Linked DNA regions of Mus musculus: region 2 is linked to region 1. A link is a contact called in public HiChIP or PLAC-seq data. All regions are on one chromosome and are shown on one strand. Each heading gives the region's core, a stretch centred on a gene start, on an enhancer-like site or on the middle of the called end of the contact. The rest is flanking DNA. Distances are from core to core; before and after follow the strand shown.

What was found. HiChIP or PLAC-seq counts read pairs in DNA pulled down with a chosen protein or histone mark.
Region 2: a contact with region 1 is called in a FOXA1 HiChIP or PLAC-seq map of pancreatic cancer cells. The contact joins two enhancer-like sites. A contact is called at or near these places in 4 of 39 promoter capture datasets (the C10 cell line, cranial neural crest, frontonasal cranial neural crest and 1 more), 1 of 115 datasets of contacts at active chromatin or transcription factors (pancreatic cancer cells) and 2 of 9 other capture datasets (liver and pancreatic islet).

The regions. Positions count from the first base shown.
Region 1 is chr5:115,042,208-115,048,218 of GRCm38.p6, forward strand. All of the region lies in intron 1 of Sppl3 (signal peptide peptidase 3), which reads left to right. Among named protein-coding and RNA genes, the nearest start is that of Sppl3, 34 kb to the left of the region's middle. Within about 2 kb of position 3,499, at least 28 of the 459 cell types and tissues checked have an H3K27ac peak or open chromatin away from gene starts, as enhancers often do. A contact at or near this core is called in pancreatic cancer cells, where this site is marked.
Region 2 is chr5:115,201,217-115,207,227 of GRCm38.p6, forward strand. Gm35515 (a long non-coding RNA gene) reads left to right here. Exons shown (of 3, transcript XR_387599.4): 2 at 2,653-2,938; 3 at 3,473-4,040. Among named protein-coding and RNA genes, the nearest start is that of Cabp1, 9.8 kb to the left of the region's middle. Within about 2 kb of position 3,310, at least 103 of the 459 cell types and tissues checked have an H3K27ac peak or open chromatin away from gene starts, as enhancers often do. A contact at or near this core is called in pancreatic cancer cells, where this site is marked.

The sequences.
Region 1 (6,011 bases), core at 2,249-4,748:
TTTATGCAGGAGGAATAGTTCTAATGTAGAATTATGTGATAGTGATAGGAAACATTCTGTCAGATTCATTTGAGGTGTCCATAATTGCATTTGAAATGTGTATGTCTGTGTATAGAATGAGTTAATGAAGTTGTTGAGTGACTTGAATTAAAAAAAAAAAAGACTCAATGAAAAGCATAAAACTGCCAAGCCATGTTTGTTAGGATTGAGGCGAGAAGAAATGAGTCTAGGAATAAGGACAAAATTGAGAATCAGAGAGATATATAGACAAGAGCTTAACTTAGTGGGGTGTTTTTGACATGTAAAAAGATACTTGTGGGCTGGTGAGATGGCTCAGCGGTTAAGAACACTGACTGTTCTTCTGAAGGTCCTAAGTTGAAATCCCACATGGTAGCTCACAAACCACCCACAATGAGATCTGACGCCCTCTTCTGGTGTGTCTGAAGTCAGTTACAGTGTACTTACATACAATAATAAAGAAATCTGGGCCCGAGGGAGTGGGGCCGACCAGAGCGAGCAGAGGTCCTAAAATTCAATGTACTCACATACATAAAATAAATAAATAAATCATAAAACAAAAGATACTTGTTTTATGTGTGTGAGTGATTTTTATTTGCTTTTTTTTTTTTTTTTTTTTTTTTTTTTCCTCCCTTTGAGACAAGGTTTCTCTGTGTAGCCCTGGCTGTCCTGGAACTCACTGTAGACCAGGCTGGCCTCAAACTCAGAAATCTGCCTGCCTCTGCCTCCCAAGTGCTGGGATTAAAGGCGCCACCACGCCTGGCTTTTATTTGCTTTTATTATTATTATTTTTTTTTTTTTTTTGAGATCATACCAGTATCCACAGGTGGCTTGCAACCATCTCTGTAACTCTTAAGAGATTTGATACCTTCGGGCTTCCATGAGCACCAGGCACACACATGATGCACAGACAGACAGACAGACAGACAGGCAAAGGCACTCATATACATAAAAAATAGATCCTCAAAAAAGAAAAGTGCTAGTTATATTAATAAAAGTTTTGTCCATAATAGTTTCTGTCAGATTTCTCCTTAAGTGTATGATACACAATTAAGTCCGAAAGCCAGTAATTGTGATTCAGGCTATTGATTAGTGTTTAAAGTACAAAGCCACATTAAATTGACACAATGTCATTTTGAAGAAAAAGTTAGCTAACTAGTCAGTAATTGAGCCTCTTTGACAAGAGAAAGGCTAATCCATAGCAGAATTCGGATTTTATAGGTTGTTTGTTTTTGTTTATGTGCTTTGTTTTGTTTCAGAGACAGGGTGTCTCTGTATCCTGGGCTGTCCTGGAACTCAGGCATCCACCTACCTTTGCCTTCTGAGTGCTGGGATTAAAGGTGTGTACCACCACTGCCTGGCTTGGATTTTTACTTTCTAATGGAGGGAGGGAGGGAGGGAGGGAGGGAGGGAGGGAGGGAGGGAGGGAGGGAGGGAGGGGGGCAGGCCGGCTGGCCGGCCCTGACCACTCTACCTTAGGATGTGAGCTTTCTTAGTTACAGTTTAAGATAAGCTAAAGCAGAAGGTGTATAAAATCCATCTTAACGAGTTGTGAAAGAGGAAGAAGAACTTTTTGGAGACACTTGAGCAAGTCCCCACCTGAGTTGTGCGGCATGAGAGGGAGTCTATACATGACAACCTATTAGCTTCCTTTAGAGGTGCCCCTTTCTTCTAATCTAAGGTTTTTGAGGAGCCTTTATATGTTGATCCTTTTTATTTAGATATTTATTACATTTGATATTTTATTTAAATTGTGGATATAGCACATGTTATGGTTCATGTGTAAAGGTCAGGAGACAGTTTGTAGGAGTCGGTCTTCTTCCACCTAGGGATCAGATTGTTAGTCATCAGACTTGGTAGCAGGTACTTCACCTGCAGTGTCATGGTGCCTGCCACGTGTTAGTTTCTGTGGCTGGGACAGAAACCACCCCAGGGGAGGAAGGATTTACTTTGGCTCATAGCTTCAGAGGTCTTGATTCGTGACGAACAGCCTTTCTGTTTGGTCTGCAGCACAGCGGAGATATGGTATATGGGCATAACGAGGACACTGCTCAGCACAGGCAGTTGGGAAGCAGAGGGACAGAAGGGATCCAGGATCAGCATATCCCCTAAAGGGCTCCTTGCCAGCTTGCTTTCTGAGCCCCCAACTTAGTGTCCACCTCCTCCCAACAGCGCTGTCAAGTTATGATTCCATTAGTTGTGGTGAGTCTGATCTGCTGATTAGGTCAGGTCAGTCTTCATTGTCCAATCACTCCTTAGTCAATTCACCAGGTGAGGACCAAGCCATTAACACACGGGCCTTGTAGTGGGCTATTTCTTACCAGGCCATTGGGAGCCAACTGGCTGGTTGACTTTATTTTTATGGTCCATGTAGAAGGGAGGAAGGTCATATTTTCTTTTAAGAAGATTTCCCATATGTTCCACCCGGAATTTCTTTTTTCTTTTTTCTTTTTTTTTTTAAAGATTTATTTATTTATTATATGTAAGTACACTGTAGCTGTCTTCAGACACTCCAGAAGAGGGAGTCAGATCTCGTTACAGATGGTTGTGAGCCACCATGTGGTTGCTGGGATTTGAACTCTGGACCTTCGGAAGAGCAGTCGGGTGCTCTTACCCACTGAGCCATCTCACCAGCCCCCACCCGAAATTTCTACTGTGCCTTCTTGGTATTGTCAAATTTTAATTGCCTTGCTACTTGTGATTACAGGCAAAATTGGAAAATAAGTTATTTTAAATATCACCTGACTCAGTGATAGAATCCTTGGCCTGCACAAAGCCCCAGGTTCAATCTCCAGGATCCCCCACTCCCCAGTCAAGATTCTGTACCAAGATTCGGGAGAACTGGCAGCCTTGCCAACTCAGCTCCCACCTAGGCAGAGATCAGGGCTTTGAGTTGGCCCACCCAACTCAAAGCATCTGCCCCACTGATGAACTGCTGGAGTACACAAAGAGGCCAGCCCCGCAGATCCAAAGCTGCAGGACCTCCATGACACGGGCAACAACAGGGTAATTGAGGAGTCCTGATGAGGATCCAGTATTAACAGTGTAGCAGAAGTCAGAGGCCACAAACTAGACCAGTGACTCACTGCAGTGAACATTTGCAAGTAAAGATGTGTGGACAAAGGGTGTACTGTGGACACACTGAGACACACTATCACACTGTGACACAGTATGACTCACAGTGGTACTACAGTTTCTACACTGGAAACAGTGACTACAGTTTTCAGGACCATGAAATTCACAAAGAATCAATAAAAAGTTAAGAAAGCAGGTGGGAAGGAGGCTTGCTCCCCTGCCAGGTTGGAGCTCTGCTTTCTTTTGTTTTTGCCTTCCCTTTGTTAAGGTGGGGGGTGGGGGAGGTAGGTAGGTAGGTAGGTCACAGTGCAGAGATACAGTGGGCATTCTGGGAATGCTGTGTGGCTGGCTGCTTGCCTGCTAAGTTGCCTTGGCAGAAGTTGCTCTGTTGCTTGTAGGGATCTCGCCTCCTTTTCATAATGGATATACAGTGTTAGGATAGATGTGCTCATTCTCAAGGTCTACACATCATACACTGCAAGCAGTTGTTTAGTTTGAAATGCAGCTAATTTGAACTCAGTGGTATGAACATCATTTGTTTCAACTAATTGAAAATTGATTTTAAATGACCCATTCTTTGTATGTCACTAAAGAAAAAATATGCTGCCAATTTTAAAATGTACTTCAATGTCAAGGTTGCTAAAATGCAGCGAAAGTATATCTTTGTGTACTGGCTAGTTTTGTGTCAACTTGACACAGCTGGAGTTATCACAGAGAAAGGAGCTTCAGTTGAGGAAATGCCTCCATGAGATCCAGCTGTAGGGCATTTTCTCAGTTAGTGATCAAGGGGGAAAGGCCCCTTGTGGGTGGGACCATCTCTGGGCTGGCAGTCTTGGTTCTATAAGAGAGCAGGCTGAGCAAGCCAGGGGAAGCAAGTCAGTAAAGAACATCCCTCCATGGCCTCTGCATCAGCTCCTACTTCCTGACCTGCTTGAGTTCCAGTCCTGACTTCCTTGGTGATGAATGCAGTATGGAAGTGTAAGCCGAATAAACCCTTTCCTCCCCAACTTGCTTCTTGGTCATGATGTTTGTGCAGGAATAGAAACCCTGACTAAGACACTTTGTTAATGCTATTTCTTCTGTGTTTGGCGTTTGTCTCCCATTTCTTTTAGCCGGTTGAAGGGATAATTGTTACGTGTTATTGAGAACTATATGGTTAAATGCAAACAAACTAAGCAAAAATACTGTACTAAACTAATACTATCACTCTTGTTAGCATCAGATATGTTCCCAATTAGTCTTTTCTTATAAAGCTAAAGTAACAGATTTCATGAAACTATTACAGCCTGTACCAGTCATCTATTGCTACAGCCTCAAACTCTTGTCTAACTAACCCCTACCCTGATGCCTAAGCCATGTCAAAGTTAGAGTTTCACTATCTCTTATTGAAATTTTTACTGGGTTATCTGTAGACTGACTTGCAATTTAAAAAATAAATGAATCTCATACTCCCTTTACCTAGAGTCACCCAATGATAACACTATAAAACTTTACTGTAAGGTGTCCCGTAACTTAAATGGAGGTAGTGATTATGTTATCATGTGTCAGTCTCAGAAAAGTAGAAAACTTGAAGCAATCCCACTAAAATCAGGGACTAGACAAGGCTGTCCACTTTCTCCCTACCTATTTAATATAGTATATATAAGTGACCCTAAATATTCCACCAGAAAACTCCTAAATATTCCACAGATAAACAACTTCAGTGAAGTAGCTGGATATAAAATTAACTCAAACAAATCAGTGGTCTTTCTCTACACAAAGGATAAACAGGCTGAGAGAATAGTCGCAAATAATATAAAATACCTTGGTGTGACTCTAACTAAGGAAGTGAAAGATCTGTATGATAACAACTTTAAGTCTCTGAAGAAAGAAATCGAAGATGATCTCAGAAGATGGAAAGATCTCCCATGCTCATGGATTGGCAGGATTAATATAGTCAAAATGACTATCTTGTGGAAAGCAATCTACAGGTTCAATGCAATCCCCATCAAAATTCCAACTCAGTTCTTCATTGAGTTAGAAAGGGCAACTTGCAAATTCATCTGGAATAACCAAAAAAACTAGGGTAGCAAAAACTATTCTCAACAGTAAAAGAAACTCTGGTGGAATCACCATGCCTGACCTCAAGCTGTACTACAGAGCAATTGTGATTAAAAACTGCATGGTAGCCGGGCATTGGTGGCGCACGCCTTTAATCCCAGCACTTGGGAGGCAGAGGCAGGCGGATTTCTGAGTTTTGAGGCCAGCCTGGTCTGAAGAGTGAGTTCCAGGACAGCTAGGGCTATACAGAGAAACCCTGGCTCCAAAAACCAAACCAAACCAAACCAAAACAAAACTGCATGGTACTGATACAGAGACAGACAGAGATCAGTGGAATAGAATTGAAGACCCAGAAATGAACCCACATACCTATGGTCACTTGATCTTTTACAAAGGAGCTAAAACCATCCAGTGGAAAAAAGACAGCATTTTCAACAAATGGTGCTGGCTCAACTGGCGGTTATCATGTAGAAGAATGTAAATTGATCCATTCTTATTTCCTTGTACAAAGCTCAAGTCTAAGTGGATCAAGGAATTTCACATAAATCCAGAGACACTGAAACTTATAGAGGAAGAAGTGGGGAAGAGCCTCGAAGATACAGGCACAGGTGTTGATACAGTGCAGTGGTTTTACTCGGGTTCCTGCAAGTCCCTTAGCACCTGTGTGTGTGTGTAAGAGGGCGGTGTGCACAACTTCCTCCCTGGCCTGCACTGTACACACTCCTGTGTCCCCTTTCCAGCACTCCCCAAACCATTCTGATTACCAGTGCTGACCTAGGCCTCTCCTCTCTGGTCCCCAACCCCTGGTGACCAGCAATGCTCATGCCATTTCTAAAGTTTTGTCCTTTTAAAGCCATGTGTACAGTAGTGGTTTTGTG
Region 2 (6,011 bases), core at 2,060-4,559, 160 kb after region 1:
CAAGGCTGCCCAGCGCTTACACGGTGGGGCCTGGATTAATTCTCTGGGAGGCCTCATCTCTGCTTGCTTCTTTTCTGTTGTCAGAATCAAATTCTGGTCTTAATCTCCCCCTTGTTTTCAGATCACACAAATCTCTCTGTTAGGTTTCAGAAATCTGGGATTACAAACTGTTCTCAGGACTCTAAGTCCTCTGAGGTCATTTGATGAACACAGGACAATTTTCTCCTGGGAGGCGGAGGGGACGGTCGATGTACTAAATAGAGGATTCCTTCCAAAAATCTGCCATTGGCCATCAGCGTTCATTCCTTAAGAGGATTTCAAGATTTTCCAAGTAAAATGAAAAAGAGCGTGAGGCTATAAGAATGCATATTTGGGTCAAAACCAAATGGCGCATTTAAGGCCAAGCACACCACCATATGTAAATAATTCAATAGAAACCACAAAAAAGCAAGAGAGGTTGAGCAAAAATAATCGATACTGACAAGAACAGACTACTGAAACAGCCTAAGAATATAAACTATGATTTTCTCTTTTTAGTCTTTTTTTGAAATAGGAATTCTCTGTATAGCCCTGGCTGTCCTGGAACTCACTTTGTAGACCAGGCTGGCCTCGAACTCAGAAATCCACCTGCCTCTGCCTCCCAAGTGCTGGGATTAAAGGCGTGTGCCACCACTGCCCGGCTCAAACTATGGTTTTCAAAATGGCGGCATTAGAACTCATTTGTTACATGGATGAAGGAGAGAGAAGCCTGTTTTTTGTTTCCATGCTTAAGGAAAAAAGTCTTACTAAAGAGAGAGGAATTCCGTCACATGCTGAGTATTGATTGCTTTGCTTTCATTATATGTGAGTGTTTGTTTCTGCGTTTATTTATTTATCTTAGGGAGCATGGAGGTCTTTGTGTTTATACACACACACTAGAGGAACCCAGAATGTCATGCACCCAGGGTCGTTCCTTTGGTTGTTCCTTCAAGGGAAGGAATGAAAAACCCATTTTCTGCCCAGAGCTAGGGCAGATGTGCTTTGTAACCTGGCGACTTTTGGTGTTGTTGTTGTTGTTTTATACTTTAAAAAAAAAGATTTAGCCAGGCGTGGTGGCACACGCCCTTAATCCCAGCACTCGGGAGGCAGAGGCAGGCAGATTTCCGAGTTCGAGGCCAGCCTGGTCTACAAAGTGAGTTCCAGGACAGCCAGGGCTATACAGAGAAACCCTGTCTCAAAAACCAAAACCAAACCAAAACAACAACATCAAAAAAAGATTTATTTATTGTTATATCTAAGTACACTGTAGCTGTCTTCAGACACACCAGAAGAGGGCATCAGATCCCATTACAGATGGTTGTGAGCCACCACGTGGTTGCTGGGAATTGAACTCAGGACCTCTGGAAGAGCAGTCAGTGCTCTTAACCACTGAGCCATCGCTCCAGCCCCCTGGTGACTTTTGTATTTCATTTGTATTAGTGTTCTGTCTGTATGTGGGCAGGTGTGAGGGTCTCAGATCCCCTGGAGCTGGAGCCATAGACAGCTGTGAGCTGTTGTGAAGGTATTGGGAATTGAACCTGGGTCCTCTGGAAGAGCAGCCAGTGTTCTCAACTCCCAAGCCATTCTCCATCCCTAACACTCATTTTTAAATCTATTACGTTTATTTATTTAGTGTGTATGTGGTACGCACGAGCATGTGCCATGGTGTAGAGCGGTCAGAGGTCAACTTTCGCGGGCCGGTTCTCTCCACCATGAGTGTCTTGGGAATCAAACAGGTTGTTAAGCTTCTCTGCGGGTAGGTTTACTCTCTGAGCTGTCTTATCAGCTCTCACTAAGGAGTGAGAGAGTAACAAATAAAAAGAATCAAAATGAAAGTGGGGGTGGTAGGGCACACCTGTAAGGCCAGCATTTGGGAGGTAGAAGTGGGAGGATTGATAATCCAAGGTCATCCTTGGCTATATAACAAGTTCAAAGTCAGCCTGAGCTACATGAGAGACCCTGGTTTTTTGTTTTGTTTTGTGTTTTGGGGTTTTTTGTTTTTATTTGTTTGTTGTTTGTTTGTTTGTTTTAGAGACAGGGTTTCTCTGTGTAGCCCTGGCTATCCTGGAACTCACTTTATAGACCAGGCTGGCCTCGAACTCAGAAATCTACCTGCCTCTGCCTCCCAAGTGCTAGGATTAAAGGCGTGCGCCACCACGCCCGGCTCTGTTTTTGTTTTGTTTTGTTTTGTTTTGTTTTGTTTTGTTTTGTTTTGTTTAAGAGCTTTATTGAAAATTCTAATTATTCTTAGGGGTTGCAATGTAGCTCAGTAGGTAGAGTGAGTGCCTAGCATGCACTAAATCCTGGTGGGTTCAGCACCAGCCTATGTAAGTCTGGGTGTCATACTGTGCATGCCTGTAACCCCAACGTCCCTTACGAAGAGGCAGCAGGATCAGGAGTTCAAGATTATCCTTAAATGAAAAAGAATTCATCTCCGATGCGCAGATTCAGTAGAGGATGGATGGTCATTCGAAGACCAGCCTGCCTAGCCGTTTTTCTCCCTCAGACAGACCATTTCCTTTGTATACACAGCCAGGACCCTGAGTGGCCTGTAACGATCGATCAATGGACAGATGACCTTCAGGAACCAGCTACGGTTTGGTTTTTTTTTTTTTTTTTTTTTGTCCTGGTCAGGAGAGTTCTATCCTTTAATCACCGGAAGTTTCCGCCCATGATCAGAGTCAGCCAACATTGCGGTCTGGGAACAGGGCGGTTACATCTGTGGCGCTTGGAGCTGTGCCTGGCCCCGCATCAAGCAGTCCTACTTAGCGGTTCTGCATGGCTTGCAAACAAAGTGGGTTTGGTAACAAAGAAGCCCACGGCACCACACGGAAAAGCAGAGAGCCTTTAAATTTCCCAGAACGGGAGCCTCTCACCAGACTGAAGTAGCCACCAGGTGAGGCACCTGGAGTTCTCCAAGGTGGGTTTACCTCTGGGCAAGGACTATTTCGTATTCAAACTCGCACAAAGCTAAGCGCCTTTGCTTCTGAGAGCCGGCATAAACCGCCGTGCCTCTGCAAGAGCATCCAAATACTGTGCTTCCTTCCGTCTGAGGGCCTAGCTGGGGAGGCTCTCCACCCTACAGAGTCATGCATGACATCATTTTTCCCAAGCAAAGGTGACAGAACTGGTCTAAGGGAACCACCCTATCTAGGGAACAATCATTTCTACGAGGATGTGACTTGCTCTGGGGTACACTTTTGAGATACCATGTCACTGGGCAGATCTCCCTACCCTCTGAGTCTGGGCAGTCCCGTTTCCATCCTCGTTCTAATTTAACAATACAGACTACACAGGGTCCAGGCTGGATGTAGAAGTCTGTAGCTAAAACGGAGGAGGGCTCTTGAGGGGTCGGGGTGGGGTGGGGGAGCCCTTTCGACTTCACTTTCTGTTCTCTCTCTCTCTCTCTCTCTCTCTCTCTCTCTCTCTCTCTTTTAATTTTATCGGCTTTCAGCATTTTCAATTAATCTTGGAATGGTCGCTGGAGGCAAGAAGCCAGCGGCGCCTAAAGGAATGAGAAAGTGCAAACTGATCCAGAGGAAACAAAGGGCAGCGAGGGACCCCACAGCTGAGGCAGACGACACTGTGAGCGGCTCTGTCGGGAGGCTGGCGAGGCGTGCGCGCGCGGGTCTCTGCCTTAGCACCATCTGCCGATTCCTCAAGAGGACACAGAACAGACCAGCGAGCCATGAAGATTCGATTATGTAACGCGGGAGGATTGCTTGTTTTCAAAAGGGAGACAAATGGGAACGAATTGATTTGTTTGTCAAAGTCATGGCCCCAAAGGAGACCAGTCCCCTCCTCTTCCTGGAGGATTCATCAAGGAAGGGGAGTGATTTCACAGGCTCAGAAAAAAGGAGCCCAGGACTCACAGAGTCAGCTCAGATGGTAACAGCAGCTCCTGGGCCGCAACGCGGTGAGCCACGTGGTAGAAGAAAAGAACCAACTTCAGCTAACAGTCCTCTGACCTCCATAAGGGCACATACCCACCCGCCGCGAAATAAATCCATGCAAAACCATAATTCACTCCATTCATAAAAACGAGTCTATTTCCAAAATTGTGCTGGCAAACCTTTCTGGCTTCTCTGCTTGAGAAATGACCATTCCGCCGGTACCCAAAGGGCACAGCCATAGAATGGAACATAATTGGCACCCCCAACCCCAGCTTCAGAACCTGCCTGCTCTGTCTGACCTCTCTCGCTTGCTTTTAGGGAAGTAACATCTGATCTCAGAACCAGTGGGGGTCATCTTACTATTTCTATTCTGAACTCTAGAAAGTGCTTTAGAGGCTAGGGGATCTCTCTCTCTCTCTCTCTCTCTCTCTCTGTGTGTGTGTGTGTGTGTGTGTGTGTGTGTGTGTGTGTTAGTGTGTGTTAGTTGGTCCTTCCCTTCTACCATGTGTCAGGGCACCAGCAACCAAACTCTGGTCAGCAATAGCTATCACCTATGGCGACATCTTGGTACCCTCTCACTTTCCTATTCTTCTTCATACTATTCTGTCCTCGGTTTTGCTCCCTTGCCCTCCCTCGCCCTCCGGCTCTTGGGAGCAGCAGAAGACAGAGCAGAGGATAAAGGTAGTGGTTCAGTATCCCCAGCTCCTTCCCTGCCTCGGGTTGGCAGAGTCTTTGGATAGAAGGTTGCCCCCTCTTCAAAGGAGCCTGGCCACTCGGGAGGCAGAGGCAGGCAGATTTCTGAGTTCGAGGCTAGCCTGGTGTACAGAGTGAGTACCAGGACAGCCAGGGCTACACAGAGAAACCCTGTCTCGAAAGAAAGAAAGAAAGAAAGAAAGAAAGAAAGAAAGAAAGAAAGAAAGAAAGAAAGAAAGAAAGAAAGGAAGGAAGGAAGGAAGGAAGGAAGAAAGAAAGAAAGAAAGAAAGAAAGAAAGAAAGAAAGAAAGAAAGAAAGAAAGAAAGAAAGAAAGAAAGAAAGAAAAGAGCCTGGCTCCCAGAATCCTCCCTTTCTGGGTTCTGTAACTTCCTCCTCCGCTGTCACATCTTCGAGCGGTGGCAGGCTCTTTCTACCTCCTTGAACATTGTATCAATCATACGGTTTCCTTGTGCCCTCCCAAAACCTTGTAAATCGTCCCTTTATTAAATCCTCCTCTGATAGTCTAATTTGAGCATGCCATCTGTGTCTTCAATAGACCCTGCGTGACACACCCACCAGGTCACATCAGTATGTGCTAGACCCTGCACCGCGCTAAACAAACAGAACCAACAATACGGCAGGCTACGGCTTCCCGTTGCCAGTCTCTGCATTTACCTTTTCCCAAAGCAATGATAACAACGTAAGGAGAAAGTCTAAATCCTCTTTACAACATAATTGTGCAGTGGAGTTTGTATGAGCTAAATATAATTCTGAGAACAAGCTTTTCCGTGCCATCAGAATTCATGTTAGCACAACTATAAAGAGAAAACTCCAGAACTGATGCCCTGGAGTCGAGAATTAACAGAAAATATATTCCACTATGTAAATCAATCCAGCAAATAATCCTGAGTCCGTGTGGCCAGCGAGTTTTGCGAGGAACAACAGACATGAGCTGAGTAGGACTGGGGTTTTATTTTTATGAAATAAATGTACTTTCAAAAAAGGTGAATTTGGGGGCTGGAGAGATGGCTCAGCGGTTAAGAGCACTGACTGCTCTTCCGAAGGTCCTGAGTTCAAATCCCAGCAGCCACATGGTGGCTCACAATCATCAGTAATGGGATCTGATGCCCTCTTCTGGTGTGTCTGAAGACAGCGACAGTGTACTTACATATAATAATAAATCCTTGGGCCGGAGCAAGCAGGTTTGAGAACTGGTTGGGCAACATAGTGAGAGCCTCTGTTTCAAAAGGTTAGAACCAAAAAATGTTGGGGCTAGAGAGATGGCTCATCGTGAGGAAGCTTGCAGAAGATCCAAGTTCATGTCCCGGCACCTATGTTGGATGGCTCACGATACCCTATACCACCAGCTCCAGAGGTGTCAGCACCTGTACTCACATGCATGCACA